Regions from separate parts of the Mus musculus genome. Here region 1 is linked to region 2. Evidence: chromatin contacts called from public HiChIP or PLAC-seq data. All regions are on one chromosome and are shown on one strand. The core of a region is the stretch at or near the end of the contact, and the rest is flanking DNA. Distances in the headings are between cores, read along the strand shown.

Region 1 (2,913 bases), core at 399-2,898, 240 kb after region 2:
CAAGAAGGCCACGGAGGAGCACTAGGACCCCTAGGACACTCTGAGCAAAACCCCAGGCTCCAGTGTGGAAGGCACATTTCTGGTGGGCACTGTTTACCTGTGATGGATTCCCTGGCCGGGCCAGGGCTCTCCTGGGCCTTTCCCTTGGGTCAGGATCAAGGGCACAGGCCTCAGGTTCCTGTTCAAACCCAGGATCTGCCACTGTGAACTTTGAACAGTAGTCTGAAGTGCTCACTGCCCAAGGCTTCAGTACCCTTCGCTATAAAATGGGCTTTCCGGCTCTTGTCTGTCTTTTCCACATCTGACATTCTATGACTCTACCTAACAGCTCCTGAGAACCTGAACTACCTGTAATGAGAAAGCCAGGAGACACAGATAGCTCACATACAATATTCACAGAACATCAAATGGTGCCCATGTGCTCTGGGGCATCCTGGGAGCCAGCTGGGGGCCCAGATTTTAACTTCCTGGTGACCTCTGCCAGAGGCAGTAGCCCGGTTCATATCACAGGGACAGAGCCACAGAAGGAAATGCCAGCAAGGTTCTGAAGACTGAACCAGAGGGCATCTATTCTGTGCCCCACCCCCAGCCCCAGGGAGGCCTGGCTGGCCTGTCTCTCAGCTGTCAGCTGCAGAGCTGTTTCCCTATTAGCTGCTCTGGCTGCTGAAGGAGCAAGGAGCTCTGGACAGACTACAGAGCTGTGAACAAAAGCCAGGCCAGGCAGTGGCTGCCCTTGGGGCTGAAGTGATGGACAGGGGCCTGAGGAGCCACAGGGGAGGGGAGACAATGGGAGTGGGTGGGTGTCCAGGCAAACAGGTTTGGCCAGTGGAAGGGAAACTGAGAGTGAGCAGGAACCTCCAGCATTTTCCGGGGCTGTTATTCTAAGCAGCTTTTTATTTATTCAGAGGTCAGGGATGCGGCTTAACAACTGTCAGCTCGATATTTATTACAGGTGCATCAGCCTGGACCACGGACCCTGTGATGAGGTGACCACAGGACCTTCTTTCCCCCCACCACCCATCTCCTTAGTGTGGCTACTTGGAAACCTGCAAGGAAAGGCTGAAGGGCCTTACTTTGCTGAAAGACAGCCAAAGCCAGCTCTTGGTTTACTTTGGGGGAAACTGAGGCACCAATCTACCTCCAGATCATAGAGCATCCTGGTCGTTGTAATAAACTAATGCTCTGGAAGAGATCAGACTCCAGCAGCATTTAGAAATGCAGTTAGCAACCTGCCTGTCAGCCCAGAGGATCCAGGCACAAGACTGCAAGCCTTGCTTCCAACGTGCTCAAACTGCTACTGCCTCAGTTTCCCCTTCTGCATAAGCAGGGTCATGCCACCCACTTCCTACCTAGGCTGGAAGACACCCTGCAACTAGAATTTGCTTATTCACTTTTACGTGGCCCCGGGATGTGGGGAGGAGAGACTCAGAGTGTGGGGGGGGGGTCTCTCTATAGCCACCAAGTGCCTTCCTTATTAGGTTCCTAACAAAGGCTTCTAAGGAAGGCAGAGGCAACCAATAAATCTCCCTCACCAAGAGTCTCTTCCTAACAGACTGAAGACGTGTAAATGACCCAGTGCATTGCTGGGAGTGCCAACAGGCGGAAGTGGTGGTGACATCATGCGCCCATCCGGCTCCGAGCCTTCCAGCAGCCTGAGGTCAGCTCACAGAGCCCTGGCACCTCCCCCAGCAGCCCCACACCGAGCCAAGAGGAGCCTGGCACTGCCAGCGCTGGGGCTGGGCTGACAGCTTGGAGTCCCTCCTTCCTCACGTCCCCTCTCTGTGATGCTTCCCCCCCCACACACACACACTCCAACCCCCACCACCCCAATCGCATCCCTGAACAGCATTCACCAGCAAACGTGAGATTGCTGCTTCTCATATAACACATGAGCTGTGGTGTGAACTTCTGGTAAATGGAGATCTTATTTAAACTGCGTGCTATCAGGGGAGAAGAGACAGGTTCCAACACAGCTCAGCTCTGTTGCCAGAAAAAAGGAGATGCCGGCACTGCTGGAGCCCAGAGCCATTGGTGTCTCTCAGGCACCAGGAGAGGGGCAACAGGGCCCTGGACAGCACTTTGCCATTTATTTGGGAGAGACGGACAGGATACCAGTTTCCTAATAGGGTTTGGCAAGGTTACCTCACTAGGGAACTGTTTGCTCTGTGGGACAAAAGAATGCCGTAAGGTCACAGACATCTCCAGAATGACAAAATGTAGGTGGGACAGGAGGGCCCAGAGTATACCTAATCACAGCCCTCTGCCTTCTTTGCAGACAGAACTACAAAGGAACTGAAGTCCCAGCACCCAGCCTACAGCCACTGTTGCTGGAATCTCTGTGTGCCCACTGTTGGGGCTCATGGTTGGGGAATACAGGCTAGAATCTCTTGGAGCCTTGCAAAGACCCAATGTCTATGCCAGACTTAAATATGCAGACGGGGTTGGGGGGAGCAGGCGTGTGAACTCTAGCAAATTCTAGCTAACACTTCTGTGACACACTTAGTGACACACTTAGCGAGCAAATGTTCACTGAGGCCTACTCTGTGTGGGACACTGTTCTGGCCACTGGGCCATTCCCAAGGGACACAGCTCTGCCCTCATGGAGTGAGAAAGCCAGCTAAACCAGAGAACTTCTGTGTACAGGCACATGAGAACTCCAGGTGGTGGTAGGTGCTGATGGATGGGGCTGTTAAGCTTTCTAAGAGGGGACACCTGAGCGGACACAGGACAAAAAGCTGCCAGTCTGGTCAAACTGAGGGTTCCAGTGTTCCACAGTGGAGCAGATTTCCTTATGTGGACGCGAGGGCCCTTCTCCATGAGCTATGGAATCCACGCTTCTGCCAACACCCCTTACATTCACGAGGTGCCCATGGGAACATGCCATGTTCAAAATGTGCCTAGCCATTTGAGGCC
Region 2 (3,011 bases), core at 280-2,779:
CAGCCAGCCGCACTTCCCCCGGAGAGCTCCAGTGGACACGGGCCAGCTCAGAGGGCGCCGGACCCCTCGGGGACCTGTGAGCCTGCACGGCAAAGGGGACATGGAGCTCTTCCCACATCTGGCCAGGCACTGCTAGCTTCTCTGGTTAGAAGGCCTCTCCTCTGCCTGGCCAAGCTGAGCAGGCCCTCTGGGCCCCTAGAGTTTATAGGAAACAAATTCAAGAGGTACCAGAGCCTAGTCATTCACTTGGTCCAAGCATACCTTTGGGACTGCGGCTGTGTCCACACCCGTCCCCTAGCCTCAGTGTCCAGATATCACCAACGGAGCAGCAGAGTAAGCCTTAAATGGTCTCTGGGGTCTACCGTTTCCAATCAGATGTTCCTAACTTAACTCTGGGGGTTCAAATGGCTGATGGTGGAGGTGGAATTTACAGAGAAGTAAAGATGTGCCTGACAGACCTTCTGAACCTGAGGGATAAAGGGAGAGCCAAGGAAAACCTAGCACCTATATGGTGGTACACAGCTCTCATCCCAGGACTAAGAAGGCTGAGGCAGGAGGATCATAAATTCCAGGCCAACATGGGCTTACGTTGCGAGCCTTTGTTTCCAATGCATGCCTGTGTTCATGAACCGGGCTCAGAGAGGTTTACATGCGATCATTTCCTTTATGCATAAGTAATAACTGCCTGGATCAGTCCAGGACTCGGACATCGGGACAGTGGAGTTTTCTTCCATGAGAGATGACAGTTGCATGGTTGCTAGAGGCAGCCGAGATCCTACCTGAGATAGAGGCGGGAAGTGAAGACGTCCTGCTGGACTTCAGGACCTGACTCGTGGGTAGTTCAGCAGCCGGCATGACCCAGATTCAGTCTGAGATGATGGACACTTGCCCCCAAATGTTTATGCATCTGGGGTAGACTAGAAATATGATGGCCACTTGAAAGGAGCCAGTGGGAGGCAGGAAGAGTCACGCAGCTGGGGTGAGCATGAGATTGGGCAACCTGGAGTGGAGGGACGCACAGTGCCTCGAGGGACAGCCTGACACACTTAGGAAAGGCATCGGAAACACAGTGCTGTTTATCATAAAATCGGTAAAGAAAATAGAATGGTTAAAATTCAGACCCTGGCTGGGAATGGGGGCGGGGGGCAGTGAGAGCCTCAAAGGAGATGCTTTCCAAAATCTCAGGGGGGAAAAAGGTGCAGGGAGCAGGAAGTGGGACACAGGGCCTTTTCCAAAATAGGGAGATACAGATTTAGCCCTCTAACGAGGAGTGGGCTCAGGGCAGAGAGCATTTACAGTAGCTCTGCCCATGGGGATAGGTCCTGGGAACCCTAAGTGGACAGGTGAGGAAATACTTGGAACCATAGAAATGGCTCAACTCACTGAATGTGTCTATAAATAAGTGAAATGAAGAGATGAATGGAAAAAGAATCCAACCGAACAACTGGTGTTTTGAGTAAAACAGGGGCCACTTGGTCAGGCACAGCACTGTGGCAGTAGCTGGTTAGATAACTGACAAGTTGAGTGACTAACAGAAAGGTGGTACAGAGCGTGGCTATGCTGTGTGGAGCTGAGTCACTTCCTGGCTGGGCAGCTTATGACTTTGTCACATTCGTCAAAACAGGACTTCATTCGATATTTAGATGCTTTTTGTTTCTATTGTTTTTCATGGAGTAGTTTGGATTGTGGTGGCTGGGCACAGCTGTGAAGGCTTCCCGTGGGTAAGATGGGATTTGTGTGTCTGCAGCCTTCCTTCTGCCGTCTCTTCCATCCCATTCTGCTTTGCAAACAACTGAGAACTTTCTGGAGCAGGGCTTTCCATGGGCCAACAAGACAAAGGCCCATCCCTACGCTAGGACACTGACTCCCCAGTCTCTGTTCCTGACATTGGTGGCCTGGCCAAGCACCTCCTGCCTTTGCAGCCCCAGTCTGTATTGGTACAGGATGGGTCTAGTGAGCTTGCTTTCAGTTATGTGATCTACCCATCTCACTCATTGGGAAAGATTCCTGGGGTGGGGAGGGCTGGGGCGGAGTAGGGTGGGGGCTGTGTTTTGTGTCAAAGTTAATGTGGTAGTTTGAATGCCCCATGCCCCATCTCCATCTCCTCACACATTTGAATAGTTGGCCCCTAACTGGTAGAACTGCTTGGGAAGGATTAGGAGGTGTGGCCCTGTTGGAGGAGATGTGTCACAAGCAGGGGAAGTCTTTGAGGCTTTAGAAGGCTATGCATAAGCATTCTTTCTGCCTCCTGCTCATAGATTAGATGTAAGCTCTCAGCTACTGTCCTAGTACCTGCCAGTCTGCTGCCATGCTCCCTACATGATGGACAGGGACCCAGTCTATGGAACTGTAAGCCCCCATTAAATGCTTTCTACTGTAAGTTGTCTTGGCCATGGTGTCTTAGCACAGCAATAAAAACTAACTAAGTCTATAAGTATCTGCTGGGTTTATTGCCCATGAAGTGCAATTGGCTAGGTGTAGACTGGTGGGATCTGGACCTAGGAGGTGTCCCAAGAACATTTGTGTCCTCTGAGAACAGAAGAGGAAGGCAAAGCCAAGTGTGGGAGTGGGGCACATCTGCCATCTCAGCACTTGGGAGTTTAAGCAGGAGGATTCCTGTGAGTTTGGAACCTGCCTTGGTTCCAGAGTTCGTTTTAGGCCACCTTGGGCTCACCTTGTCTCAAAAGGAGAGTAAAGGTCAGTGAGAAGGACCAATGGACAAAGCTACTTGCCCACCTGAGTTCAGTCCCTGGAATCCCCATGGGGCAAGGAGAGAATCTGTTCCCACAATTGGTCCTTTGACCACCTCCTGGGTGCCCACACCCACCCACCAACCCCCTCGAAATTAAATAAATAATTAGTGCAGAAAAGTGTTTTGAAAGCAGGGGCTGTGGGAGTCTACGCTGAATGATCTCTAATGTTCCCTGGCTGGCAGCAGGGAACGGACCAATTGCAGGAGGTGTGTGGTACTTGGGCACACATAGCATGCCCTCTATGAGTCAGGCAGTGCC

What was found. HiChIP or PLAC-seq counts read pairs in DNA pulled down with a chosen protein or histone mark.
Region 1: an H3K4me3 HiChIP or PLAC-seq map of bone marrow-derived macrophages shows a contact between it and region 2, with 5 times the contacts expected there. The contact joins two enhancer-like sites. A contact is called at or near these places in 1 of 484 Hi-C or Micro-C datasets (LSK cells), 2 of 115 datasets of contacts at active chromatin or transcription factors (bone marrow-derived macrophages and effector CD8 T cells) and 1 of 9 other capture datasets (liver).

Annotation. Positions count from the first base shown.
Region 1 is chr10:60,815,418-60,818,330 of GRCm38.p6, forward strand. All of the region lies in intron 1 of Unc5b (unc-5 netrin receptor B), which reads right to left. Among named protein-coding and RNA genes, the nearest start is that of Unc5b, 15 kb to the right of the region's middle. RefSeq lists an enhancer at 1-1,426. Within about 2 kb of position 1,649, at least 157 of the 459 cell types and tissues checked have an H3K27ac peak or open chromatin away from gene starts, as enhancers often do. A contact at or near this core is called in bone marrow-derived macrophages, where this site is marked.
Region 2 is chr10:60,572,007-60,575,017 of GRCm38.p6, forward strand. All of the region lies in intron 7 of Cdh23 (cadherin 23 (otocadherin)), which reads right to left. Among named protein-coding and RNA genes, the nearest start is that of Gm51803, 110 kb to the right of the region's middle. Within about 2 kb of position 1,530, at least 30 of the 459 cell types and tissues checked have an H3K27ac peak or open chromatin away from gene starts, as enhancers often do. A contact at or near this core is called in bone marrow-derived macrophages, where this site is marked.